Regions from separate parts of the Sus scrofa genome. Here all the other regions are linked to region 3. Evidence: chromatin contacts called from public promoter capture Hi-C data. All regions are on one chromosome and are shown on one strand. The core of a region is the stretch at or near the end of the contact, and the rest is flanking DNA. Distances in the headings are between cores, read along the strand shown. Region 1 overlaps ECE1 (endothelin-converting enzyme 1). Region 2 holds the start of EIF4G3 (eukaryotic translation initiation factor 4 gamma 3). Region 3 holds the start of HP1BP3 (heterochromatin protein 1-binding protein 3).

Region 1 (4,359 bases), core at 1,374-3,873, 400 kb before region 3:
GCCCCCCCGCCAAAAAAAAAGACGCCCAGTTCATCCCCTTGAACTGACATTCTGTGTACAGCCTGCTGGTGACACCCGGAGCTACTAGGTCGTTAGACAGTTTGTTTTGTTTGGGAAGTGCGTGATCTGGACTCAGTCCGAAGTGTTGAAACTGGTTTGGGTGCAAAGTGTTCAAACTTTGTTCAAGTGCCCAGGACAGGTGCCCAGGACAGAAGGAGAGCTGGTCTGGCTACAGAAATGCCACTAGAGACACCTGCAGTAGAGGATCCTGGGATGGGGCCCCCTGCCCACCGTCTCTCCCTTATCCACTTGGCAGGCCCTTCTGAACCCCCAGGGTCTCAGAACCAGGGGGGGCTGCTTATTTGCCTGCTATGGCCACGGGGCCAGTACAGAGGCCTCGCAGCCCCGCAGTGACCCCGGTCTCTCCCTTGTCGCCCCCTGCCCCACCCCAAGGTCTGGTGCTCTGTCCGCACACCTGAGAGCTCCCACGAAGGCCTCATCACCGATCCCCACAGCCCCTCCCGCTTCCGGGTCATCGGCTCCATCTCCAACTCCAAGGAGTTCTCGGAACACTTCCACTGCCCACCCGGCTCGCCCATGAACCCTCATCACAAGTGTGAAGTCTGGTGAGGGGCCAAGCGCCAGAGGCCGAGACGGAGGAAGAGGGGGAGGGACTGAGGATGAGCCCCCAGGGCGGGGCCCGCCAGGCTGCCCCCTCCATCCAGCGTCCAGGGCGTCGCCCAGCCCCCTTGGCCACCTCCGGCCCCCTTCCCTGCACTGGAGGGTTTTCAGCTGGAACCAAGCCTGTGATGCGGGTTCTCACCGTCGTCCGAGATTCGATCCCTTGTGAAGACCCTGTGGGCCCAGGCTCATGTGTGTCAACTCTGTCGAGCATTTGGGTGTCAGGCTGGTGGCTCACCAGGCCTGGGCCCCACAAGGGCAGGGGACATGGCCCTCCTGCCCACATCCAGGGCCAGATACACCACAAATACCACTGTGTCAAATGCTTTAAAGATATATTTTTGGGGAAACTCTTTTTTAAACATTGTGGAATACACTGGAAGTCTTCAGGGAAATAATGCATTTAAAACACTTTTTTTTTTTTTTAAGGAAAGGATTGGTATATTTATTACGTTCTGTTTTTCTAAATAACCTGTGGACAAGGGAAGCCCCCACTGATTTACTGCCCTTCTCTTCCTCACTCGCAGCAAGGTTGGGCCGAAGCGGGGTCCCCAGCCCCTGAGCAGGTCCCCAAGTACAGAGCTGCCTCCTCCGCCCTTGGGCTGCGATTTCAGCCTTCTTCCCCCTTCTTGGTCCCCTGGTGCAGAGAGCCAAGGCCTGGAAGCCTGGCAGAGGGAGGGGCAGCCCTCTGGCACTGCCCCCTCTGTGTGCCTGCCTCTGTCCCTAGTGTCCAACAGAGGGAACCCCAACAAGGGAGAGCTGATCCCCAAAGTTGCAGCAGGAGACTAATGGCTGCATAAGGCCAGGTCAGGGTTCTCGAACCCTGCCTAGAGGTACCCCTGCACCCTGGACCCAGGTCACAGGAGCCCTGCGAGGCTGGCCCGCCCCCATCAGGTGGGGTCTCCTGTGCCATGGATGCTCTCTTTCCACCCGCTTCTTCTGGCCTCCTCGTGTCAGTCTAGGGGCCTGTTGCCTCTCCGTGTTATTTACATTTCCCCCCCCTCCCGCATCCCATCCACTTCGGGCTGAAGAAAAGAGAAAGCAGCTCTCATCTCCAAGGGACCCAATCCTTCCTCCAAGCTCTGTCCTCCACCACCGGCCTGGGCCTGGCCCCCAGGACCACAGCCAGCCCCCCTCCGATCTCTAGTGCCTTATCTGAGGCTGCGCCCGGGCTCCCACAAGGAGACAGACCTCTGCCCCCCGGAGCCCCTTGGCCTTCTCAGTAAAGACCCCAAGTTTCCTGACTGGAACATAAGGCCATACACCCTACTCCCAGTGCCCATGCAGCTGCCTGGAAGCTCTGGCCCACAGGTCAGGAGCCTGAGGAACCCCTGAACCTGCTCTGGGCTCCGTCCCACCCTCAGCCCCTTGGGTTAACTCAAGACAATGCTTGTAGCCAGACCCACTCTTCCTGGGGGGTGCTTTCAGCTGCAGGAGACTGCAGGGGGAAGCTTCCCCCGACCTGCTCCATCTGGCCCAAGGTGTCAGGGGACCAGGAATGCCGTCTCCCCACTGCAGCCAGTTTGGACAGCAGGTCGGGAGCGCCCCCACCTGGTGGAGCTCACGTCGCCCTCCCATCTGGCAGCCCAGGCCCCTGGGTTGACCCCCTCCCAGCAGGAGCCAGACTTCTCCCTGCCCGAGAGGGCAGACAGCTGGGCCACTGCCTCGCCCACCATCAGATCAGCCCTGGAGAGGGGGCAGGGGTGTTGGGTGCAGGCTCCAGATGAGGCCCTGGTCCCCACAAGCAGCAGGCCTGGTCCGGCTTCAGAGGAAAGCTCGGACAGGGGCCTGAGGAGGAGCTGGAGTCAGGAGCCCACCATGGGGAGGCCAGCTCTCCCAGGCCTGGGCCTTCCCCACACCCCCTCGCCCCCACCCTCCTGCCCCCCAGCCTTCTGTGTGGAGGGTCACAGTCCTTGTGTGTCTTGGCACCGCAGACCGGGACCTGCCAGCCAGAAGCAGGTGGCTTAGGGCTGAGGGTCCGGGCAGAGGACGCGTCCTCTGCCCCCATCACCTCAGGGAGTGGCAGGGGCCAGGGAGAGGAGGGCTCGGGCCCAGCAGGGCTGGAAGCAAAGGAAGCAGCCCACTCCCCTCCCCGCTCCAGAGCTTCGGGCAGCTGCCCCCTGTGCCCTCTGAGACCCCCCTCCTCCTGGCCTGGGGAGCCAGAGGCTGCCTTCCCTGTGGGGACGTGGATGGGGGTGGTGGTGGAGCTGGGAATCTATTTTTTGTATCATGTTTTGTGCTACTATAGTTTGGGTGTGGCACTCTTGTAATTGAAATAAAGTACTTGTACCGAGGGCCAGTGACTGAGTGTGTGTTCTCCCTTGGGTGGTGTGTGTCCTGGGACACGGTGGGAGTGCCCCGGGCCACCAGAGCCGCTAGTGTCCAAAGGCCAGCTGCATCTCCCGGAGCAGAAGCCTTGGACCCTGACAAACGCCAACATGTTACTCGGCGCCTGTGCCCACCGGGCCACTCTCCCTTCATCAATATGGTCCGGTGAGGGCCCCCTGCTGGTGAGAATGATGCATGTCACCCCATGGACTCAAGGGACCTCCTGGTGAAAATAATTTTTCCATAACCTTGGAGCAAAGGACAGTAGCAGAGCAGTGGGTTTCAAAGCCTCAGATGCTTGGGCAGGACGAGCAGGAGTAGAGGAATTCAAAGAAGTTCAAGGAAGAGTCTTTGACATACATTTGCCTCCTGGCTTGTGCATATGTTCTTCCCTCTGCCTGGAATACTCTTTCCTGACTTCTTTGTCCCTGGTAAAACTCCTACCCACCCTTCAATGCCCAGCTCAGTGTCACCTCCAGGAAGCCCTTCCTGACCTCTAGTCCAGATCAGGTGGCTCATTCAGAGACACTGTCCTACCAGTGCCAGGGCTGTTATAGGGAAGTATCTCAAACGTGGTGACTTACACAACAGAAATGTATTGTCTCACAGTTCTGGAAGCTGGACGTCTGAGATCAAGATGTTGGCAGAACTGGTTCCTGCTGAGGGGTGTGAGAGAGAACCTAGGCCTCTGGCCCAGTTCTGGTGACTTGCTGGCAGCCTGTGGAGCTCTTTGGCATATGGAAGCATCACCCCAGGCTCTGCCCACATGTCACAAGGTGTTTTCCCTGTGGGTGTGTCTGTCTCCATATCCAAATTTCCCTCCGGTTTTACAAAGCCATAAAACCCATCTTAGCTGTGTAATTACATCAGCAATGACCTTGTCTGTTCTGAAGTACTGGGGGTTTCGATTCCACCTGTGAATTTGGGGAGGGGAGGCACAGTTCAACCCATCATAACACAGAGGCTCCAACTCTGCAGGCTGTGTAGTTGTCTGAACCATCTCCAGCAGCCCAGGGCCTGGCACAGGACTGGCCAGTGGCTTTTGGATGGATGGATGGATGGATGCACAGACATCCATAAGTAACATGTGATTGAGGGGATCATTCTCTAAACACACCAAGGCAGTCGGCTTGGGTGGGAGAGGTGGTACCAGAAAATACTTCCTAGAGGGGGAAGATTTCAACTGAGCCTTGACTGAGGGGGAGGTTTGAAATTCAGACCTCAAAGTGGATGGAGTGATGGCCTTAGCAAGCTCCTATTCAAGGGGCAAAACCCCTTACCCTGTTTTGTTTTGAAAAGGAGTGAAGGGTTCCCGCTGTGGTGCAACAGGATCAGCAGTGTCTCCACAGC
Region 2 (4,332 bases), core at 376-2,875, 370 kb before region 3:
TGCAGCTATTAAGTGAGAAAATGAAACTAGCTCAGAAAAGAATAACAATTAAGCAATTATCAGTCTGTTATCACCCTAGTGTAAGAGGGAAGCCAAATTCTTTCCTGGGAACAGGTTTCCATTGACCTGAGGACGTCTGAGATCTGGAGAATGGCAGGAGAATCTGGGGATGGCAGGACCACTTGAGAATTTTTCTTGGAGTCAGTCATGTCTAGAAAAGAGAAGAGAATCTGATCCCAGGTAACCAGCTGTCACAGATCCAAATGGTTCAGTATTCTGGGTGATGAAGTAGTTCCTGCCTTCTGTCTGGAGATGGGGAATGATGCTTTCTTTTCAACACTAGGAACCCTCACCAGAAAGACACAGACTCATCTTCCAGATAGATGCTTTTTCCGAGAAGGAGCTTTTGGGGTTCCCAGGGACTATTAAGAATTAAGCACCTACTATGTTTAGAGCTTTATGTGAATTGAAAGAAAAAAAAATGGCAGTGTGAAGCAGTATAGCAGGAGGCAGAACCCACTCTGTAGTTGTCTCTGCCAACTACACTCTCCATGTGACCTTGGGAAAGTTTTTCCTTCCTCTTGAGCCTCAATTTTCTCAGCTCCTTGTGTCGTGTGATAGTATGAGCATCTCAGTCTCTTCATTTGTAAAATGATTACTACCTACTTCACAGGACTGCATGATAATGAATATGTGTCTGGTAACCATTATTACCTGGCTTGCTCCCTGATCTCTCTGTAATTCCTTTCTACTCAGTGTCCCTGTGCTTGGACAAGACCCCAGTTGGGGGAGGAGTGTTGCAGAGGGGGTGGGATGGTTTTGGTCGGTCCTGCTGGTGAGAAAAGGAGTTTATCAACAAGTAGGACCCAGGGAGCCGACCACTGGTCCCCGGTCAAAGGGCGCTCCTGTCTTGGGGCAGGCCTTGGAAGAATCCGTCCACAGAATCCTAAGTTAAGGTTGCTGACTAGATAAGGCAGGGCAGATCAGGTCCCCAGGCAACTTGGGAGGTGGCAAGATTCCTTCAGATGAAGGTGGATGTGAGATCCAGGTTGGCTCTGCCCTTTCCTGGCTGGGTGACCTTGGGCCGGTCACTTTTCCTCTCCCAGCCTCAGGGTGCTCTGGAAATGGGGCTCCTCATCCCACTCGCCTCTCTGAGGGGACAAGGGCGAAATGTCGACACAATGGACGGGATCAGCGTTAAGGGCCAGCGAGTGCTATTAGTTATGCTAATAGGTGCACGCGGCAGGTTCCTATCCAGCGGTTCCACTCTGGTTAAGCGGTTGCTCCCACCGTAACTGAGGTTTCTCGCCTCACCGCCTCCCGCCTCGGCGGACAGGGCTCTGCGGACCGCAGGCTCGAGGGCCTTTACCATTGTTCTCCGAGGTGGGCGGCAGGGGAGGGCTCTCGCAGACCAGACCTCGCCTTTGGTCTCTCCCTCCGCCCCGCACCCCGGCTGCAGCGAGCCTGGGAAGCCCCCTTGCCGATCTTTCCCGAGGAAGCGAGCCAGTTCCAGAGAGCGCCCGAACGGCGGCCGAAGACGCCCCCGAGCATTTCCGAAGAATCCCGACCGCTCCCAGTCTCCGGAAAGAGCCGAAGGGGCTTCCCACCCTCGGCCTCCCGAACCATTCCGAAAAGGCCCGAAGTTTTCCGAGCGGCCGTCCTGCCGGACTGCTGGAGGCGGCCGCAGCGCCATGTTGGATGCTCTGCTCGTTGAGTGAAGAAAATCCGCCGGCATCGCCTGAGCCCCGCTACCGAGAAGGGCGCCGCTTCCCCCGGGGAGGGGGATAAAGACCCCCCGCCGCCGGCCCATGAGGATATTGCCGTGAAAGGTCCGGTCTCTCCGCCTCCTGCCCCCGCCGGGTCCGGCCCCCCCCCGGGGTCGCGTTGTCACGGAGACCGGCAGCCGGTGGTGCTGGCCCGCGGGGCGGCTGCTGCTGCCGGCGGCGGCGGCGGCGGCGGCGGCGGCGGCGGCGGGCGTGTGTGACCGGCCCCGGCCCCCTCCTCCTCCTCCTCCCAGCCTCCCCCCGGCCCCCGCTCCCGCCGCCTCCCCGGGTCTGCCCCCATCCCGCCCCCCCGCTGCCCCCGGCCCCTGCACCCCGGCGCGCCCGGTCCCGCTCTGGGGGGGTTGGTGGCTTCGCTTTGCCATGAGTTTACCGCAGAAACCGGCTCTGAAATCAGGCTCAGCGGCTGCAGCAGGAACCGGACCCGGCACCGGAGCGGCGGCGGCGGCGGCGGCAGCAGCGGTACCGCCTCCTCACCCGGCGGCAGCAGCGGCGGCGGCGGCGGCGGCGGCGGCAGCGGCCCCTCCTCACCCGAACATCAGGGCCCTCCAGACCCAGGCGCCCCAACAGTATCCTTTTCACCTTCCTGCCGGCCGTTCGGCTCTCTTCGTCGCAGACCAGGGGGGCTGAGGCCCCTCCGGGAACCCTCCTGCCGGCAGCCACAGCCCAGCCGGGGAAGGGACTATTCCTTCAGCCCACGCACCCGGCTTGGCCGGAGCTTTTGGGGTGACCCGGCAGCAGCACTGCGGGGGACCCCGGGACCCTCTGCACTACTGTGAAAACTAGCTCCGTCGGCCTTGCTTCCGCAGCCCTTCCCTTTTGGAGCTGGGGACCCTTCCCCCTTCTCGCCTCTCCTCCCCACCCCCCCCCCCTTTATTAGGCCGAATTTGCTGGTGCCCGGGACCAGCCCTGCAGGGAAGGCTTTTCTCTGATTGTTGTGAGGGCTACACCCTCCTCCTCATCTCCCTTCAGCTCTCCCTGCAGCGGGGCATAGTGGGCTTCCCTAAATATTATTAATACCTAAGAAACTTTATTGGTAATTTTACTGTTTGAAACTAAACTCAGCTGGTTCCGGAGGTAAGTTGGATTTTAAATCTATGGCGAAATTTTGCGGAAAGCACTCCCTCTGGCTAATGTTTTTTAGCGATTGGGAGAGTTGTGATGTGGTTTGTGGTGGAACGCGATCTGAGGAGGAAATGTTACACCGGACGCTTCCCTGTCTTTGACCTTTTTTAAAGGAAGAGGAAGTTAACTGACATTACCCATCACCCCCAAAAGTCTCACTTCTTGGAAGGCTCGTGTTATGCTGATTGTTTTTAAAGGGCTTTAATTTACTCTTCATAGGCCTCATGTCTGGAGGGTGCCAGGGCTCCTGGAGGAAAGTCTAGTATTGAATGTGTCTAATTTCATGTTATTTGCTCGATTGTAGAATTTTTGGACAGCTTTGATTGGAAAGACTTGGTGACGAGGTATTTTAGTTAAAAACCAGCGGGTGAAGGTAAAACGTTGAGTTCATGAATTCCACGGAGATTTAGAGAGGTATTATTACCTACCTGAGAATAACATTTCATCATGCACCCCTCCCCCCCAATCCGTTGTATTTGTGTAAATCAATAAATAATCATTGGATGGTAGATGTGTTGTGTTTTTGTGTTCGTGTCATTGTGTGTTTGACTTTTAGAGTAGGGTGTTTGAGCAAATAAGCAAATGCGAAACTAACTGCTGTGAGGTCCACAGATTATTTCACGGTCTGTAGTTTGATTCTTGTCTGTATCCATTACTTTGAGAAGGGAAAGGTATCTCCCTTCTAAAGTCATTTCAGGTCATTGTTTTGGTTTCTTTCAAGTGTCATTTTCTCTTTTCTTTGAATGTTGTTATCCACATTTTTTTCAATCCAAGCAGTGTGGCGCAGAGTAAGATAAATTCCATTCCAGTGTGATGTGTGTACTGATTTCATAATGTTAACTGCATGATTCTGTTCAATTAAGAATTGTTCACCGGTGAGAATGGTTAGTGATATCTTAGTGTGCGTTGCCCATGGAAAATCTAGTTAGCTTTGATCAGTATCCCTAGAGGCTTTAACTGTTGGGGGAAAAGTTTGGCTGATAAGCCTACTTCAAGGTGAAGTTCAGTGCTGCATCTCTGAAATGTATCTTTACTTAATGGTTTGTGAGTTAAATTCCTTTCTTATTTTATTTTATTTTGTTTTATTTTTTTTGGGTCTTGATTGCCCAAACTTGGTTAGGGCTGTAAGTTTCTATGCTGTGCCACCAAGTAAGTTATTCATTACCTGCATCTTGGAGCTGTTTTGGAAATTCAAACAAATGAAATGAGGACCATACTATGTCTTCTTGAATATAAGGTGATGAGGACCAAAGTGCTGAATATGACAGTGCTTGGTGAGTTTTGTGGTTATTTGGACACAAAGAGCTGTGACTTCAGTGTGTCAAGTGAGTGTGCTTTTTCTCAATGCATTTGACAGGAAGGGCATATAAAAACTGAATTGGTTGCAACATAAAAGTAGTTACTGATTTGGCAACAGTTGTTAAAG
Region 3 (4,116 bases), core at 239-2,738:
AGAAAGTACACACACATAAAAATCTGGGCTCAGGAGTTCCCGTCGTGGTGCAGTGGTTAACAAATCTGACTAGGAACGATGAGGTTGCGGGTTCGATCCCTGCCCTTGCTCAGTGGGTTAACAATCCAGCATTGCCATGTAGGTCGCAGACATGGCTCGGATCCTGCGTTGTTGTGGCTCTGGCATAGGCTGGTGGCTACAGCTCCGATTCAACCCCTAGCCTGGGAACCTCCATATGCCATGGGAGCGGCCCAAGAAAAAAGGCAAAAAGACAAAAAAAAAAAAAAGAAAGCAAATTAAAAAAAAAAAAAATCTAGGCTCAGGTCTGATCGCTGCCCAGGAACTCCATAAGCCACAGGGCAGCCAAAAAAGAGGGAAAAGGGGGGGGGGAGACAAAAGATAGAAATGTTGATAAGGAAATGAGTAGGTTGAAGAAATGGCACAAAGTAACCAAAACCCCTTGTGAACATGTTTAGCCTGACACTAGAACACCAGGGCACTGGTAATGTAATCGGGATGTTAATGATAACACCTTGTAAAGAATTGGTGGTGGTGTGGTGGTTAAATTTTTATACAGCTGATCTTGGAACAGATGGAGTAGATGGCTATACCTGGGAAGGCTGGTGAGACAGTTAATGGCAGAGCCTGAGGACTGAGCTAAATGATTTCACAAATCTTTAAAATGACAGGAACATGCATTTGAGAATTAGTCATACTACTGTGAGCCTCAAGGCAATTGTGCTTATTATTTCCCTATATTCATTACCCAAACCCTCTCTACCCCCGACAAAACACCTACTATTGGAGATACATCGAATTTTCCCAAACTGATTTTGAAAAGTTACACTTTTTAACAATACGTAGCCTAAGTACGCTGATACCAACCTAATATGACATTTCCTAGGGAATTCCGTTTTCTAATCCCAAGGTTTCCTTGTTGAGAACCCTCCCGCGTTTGCGGATTAGGGAGCCAGGGAAGACTCATGATTAGAAAATCAACTTTCACAGTTCTTTTCCTGAGCCATTACTCTGCCCTGTACTGTATGGATACTTAATGGGAACGAATGAGAGGAAATGAACTTTCCGCTGAATTCCTAATTATTCCACGGTCTTCAAAGAAGCTAAACTGAGAAGCGGGAAATGCCAACCCCTCTAACGGCAGGCAGGCGGATCGCCAAAGCCAAAGCCCAGTTAAGACCGGGGACTGAAATAGACCACAGAAGTGTAAGTGAAAAGAGTGTCCTTCCGAGGAAGCGAAACCTCACCACCCAAGCTAACGCGCGCCACTAGCACAGCGCCGGCGAAAGCTGCGCGCGGACACAGACCCCAGCCGGGTCGTCCCCGCGTCCCGGAGCGCCCTCTCGCGCCCCCGCGCGCCCGACCGGGGAGGCAAATCTCGCGCGCTCCCTTCGCTCCCGCGGGCTCGGGGCGCGGCCACCGGCGCGCGGGGGGGGCGGGGCTGGCAAAGGGGGCGCGCGCGAGCGCGCGCGCGGGGCCGCGGGCAGGGGGGCGGGGCGGCAGAGCTCGGCGGCTGGGCCTGGAGGACAGCGGCGGCGGTGGTGACGAGCGGCTACGACAGCGGCGTTGAGAAGCTGTGCGGGACGCGGGCGCCAGGAAGGGGGGAGCGCAGAGGTAACGCAGTACGGAACAGGCGGACGGGGAGTGGGCGCGGGTCGGCTAGACCCGAAGGCGAGTGGCAGAGGACGCTTGCCCGGGGCGCCGCCGCCGCTCCCTGAGCGGAGGGGGCGGGGCGCCCGCGTCCCTGGAGGTGGTGCCTTTTGTCTGCCTTCCCCGGCCGCTCCGCCCCCCCCATCCCTCCCCCCTGCGACCTAGCCCCCTGCCCCTTGAGCTGAAGCCTCCTCCGGGGCCCTCTGGCACGCGCGCTCCCGCCCTTGTTTTGTTTGGACTAGGGGAAGGTGGGGGAGCTCTTCCCTGATCGAGGGCCCTGCGTCCCAGTGCGCCTGCGCTGGCGTCCTCCCGCCCGCTCCGATTGGCTGAGAGTTTGCGCATGCTCCGGAGCCCCGCGGTGGACCCCCGACGTCCGCCCCCGCCCTCCCCTTCACCCCACTCCCTCAGCGGTTTTCCGGGCCGGTTCGAAAGATGCCGGCGGCGGTGACTGGCTGCGGCGGTCCCGCCCCCCCGGGTTCTCCGCCCCTGCCGCCGCCGCCGCCGCCATTACGGAGCTCCCAGCGGTGAGTGCGCGGGGCGTTGGTGCCCACGGTCCGCCGCTTCTTGGCTCGCGCGGGCGGGCGCTGCCCGGATCGCGGCGTGGGCCTCCCAGCGTGCCTTCCGCAGCGTGAGCCCGAGCTGTCAGCCGGTGTCCTCGGTGTCCGCCGCCGCTGAGCCCGCCCTCCTTGGCCTCGCAGTCTTCATCTTAGCTCCGCTCTCCCCCGCCTTGTGCTCGCGCAGCACACCGGCCGCTCCCTGCCTTTGTCTCTGCTGGTCTTTGCCCAGTCTCTCGGCGGTCTGGGCGCGCTGTCAGCTGTTGGCGTCCCTGAAAAGCCTTTTGCTGTTGCTGCCGCTGCCGCTGCCGCTGCTGCTGCGACGCGGGCCTAAGCTTTCGTTTTCCCGTATGGCTTTCCTAGAGCTTGTTGCTCACCGCTCCTTAGACGGTGTGGTTCTAGTTAACAAAGTCCAACTTGTGACTAGGAGCGTTTGTATAGAGATGGAGGCAGGAGTGGTCGAGTGAGAGCCCGGTTTCAGAGTTTTGATACCGAATTGACTACTGTGATGGAGAACGAGTCACAACTTTTTTGAGGGAGTGCGCTCCCCTGCACAAAGGACTGCGCAAGGTGAACCTTACCGCCCTCTCCGCATAGGCATTTTCTCTCTGTGGTTTATTATGCTTCCTGACTTTTCGTTACATTGAAAAGTGAAAATTAGTTAGAAATATACCCAGGAATTCGCCTGGAACTTTACTGACAAGCCGGCTTGTCTTAGAGTGAAGTTAGACGTGACTAGTTTAATTTTGGAAGATAGATTTGTTTCATCTGGAAAGGCATAAACCTGTTCAGAGCTTTTAAAGTTTTTATTGCTCTTTCCAAAAGTCTAGTGTAACGTGTTTCAAAGCAGAAGTAATATTTTAGAGGATATTGTTGGCTTTCTTTCTAAGCTTAATTGGAAGACTGAAGACGGCAAGTTGGAGCAAGTGTCCTGAACTCTTCTTCGTGTTTAGATGAAAATCCTAACTCTTCAGCCAGTTAGGTTATGCTTATCTTGTGAGGATTCCCGTAGTGTCCTTAGCATCTATGCCCAAGACAGACACTAATTAAGTAATACTGAATTACTTGGTTTATTGAAATGTGAAAGAAGTTGCCAGCAAATTATAGGCATGCTTTTTGTGACATTACCAGTGAAGTCTGAATATAATGAAAGACATTAGATTGGGAACAATTTGTTGTATTCAGCGCATAGCTAATGACATTATATTGCAGACATTTTATGGTAAAATATGAAATAATTGTATTTTTCCTAAAATGCATGTTTTCAAGGATATCATTAAACTGAAACACATTTTAAACTTACGCTTATTTTTCTAGTGCTTTCTCTTCATGTAGAGAAGGTAAATTAAAACTCAGCAATTATGGACTTTGTACTTTTACAACCTTTTCTCCATTGCTTGCATTTAAACAACTTAGCATTTCCCTCAACAAAAGCAAATCTTATATATTATTCATATGACATTAAATTTAAAATGTAAAAACAGATTGATGATCACAGGAAGACCACATAAACCACAGGTAACAGATTGATTTGGGCACATACAAGAATCCTGGTGAAAAACTTATTAAGTTTCATCTCTTCATTCTTTCACTTAACAAATATTTGTTGAGCACCAATTCCATGCCTGCTATGTTTCTTAGGCCCCAAGTATACAGTAGTAAACCAGCCAGATAAGAGCCATGCCAGAAAACAAGTATGGCAGCTTAAAAGTCTGATCACTCAGAACTCCAGCAACAAAAGTTAAATGGGTACATGTGGTGGTGGTGGGGTTTTTGTTTTGTTTTATTTTTTTTTAAATCTCTTTGCCTTTTCTAGGCATATGGAGATTCCCAGGCTTGGGGTCCAATTGGAGCTCTAGTCGCCGGCCTACGCCAGAGCCACAGCAACGTGGGA

Evidence for each region. Promoter capture Hi-C pulls out the DNA fragments that hold promoters and counts their contacts.
Region 1: a contact with region 3 is called in a promoter capture Hi-C map of liver, with 4 times the contacts expected there. The contact joins the enhancer-like site here to the promoter of HP1BP3 in region 3. A contact is called at or near these places in 3 of 5 promoter capture datasets (fetal liver, liver and skeletal muscle), 10 of 47 Hi-C or Micro-C datasets (alveolar macrophages, embryonic fibroblasts, fetal heart ventricle and 3 more) and 2 of 2 datasets of contacts at active chromatin or transcription factors (alveolar macrophages and skeletal muscle).
Region 2: a contact with region 3 is called in a promoter capture Hi-C map of fetal skeletal muscle, with 6 times the contacts expected there. The contact joins the promoter of EIF4G3 here to the promoter of HP1BP3 in region 3. A contact is called at or near these places in 5 of 5 promoter capture datasets (fetal liver, fetal skeletal muscle, liver and 1 more), 15 of 47 Hi-C or Micro-C datasets (alveolar macrophages, brain, embryonic fibroblasts and 8 more) and 2 of 2 datasets of contacts at active chromatin or transcription factors (alveolar macrophages and skeletal muscle).

The regions. Positions count from the first base shown.
Region 1 is chr6:79,406,940-79,411,298 of Sscrofa11.1, reverse strand. It overlaps ECE1 (endothelin-converting enzyme 1), which reads left to right. Exons shown (of 20, transcript XM_021097679.1): 20 at 454-2,977. The coding sequence ends at 630. Among named protein-coding and RNA genes, the nearest start is that of EIF4G3, 27 kb to the right of the region's middle. Within about 2 kb of position 2,623, at least 3 of the 83 cell types and tissues checked have an H3K27ac peak or open chromatin away from gene starts, as enhancers often do. A contact at or near this core is called in liver, where this site is marked.
Region 2 is chr6:79,379,355-79,383,686 of Sscrofa11.1, reverse strand. It overlaps EIF4G3 (eukaryotic translation initiation factor 4 gamma 3), which reads left to right and starts at 1,625. Exons shown (of 34, transcript XM_021097671.1): 1 at 1,625-1,829; 2 at 2,179-2,350.
Region 3 is chr6:79,005,293-79,009,408 of Sscrofa11.1, reverse strand. It overlaps HP1BP3 (heterochromatin protein 1-binding protein 3), which reads left to right and starts at 1,488. Exons shown (of 12, transcript XM_021097635.1): 1 at 1,488-1,632.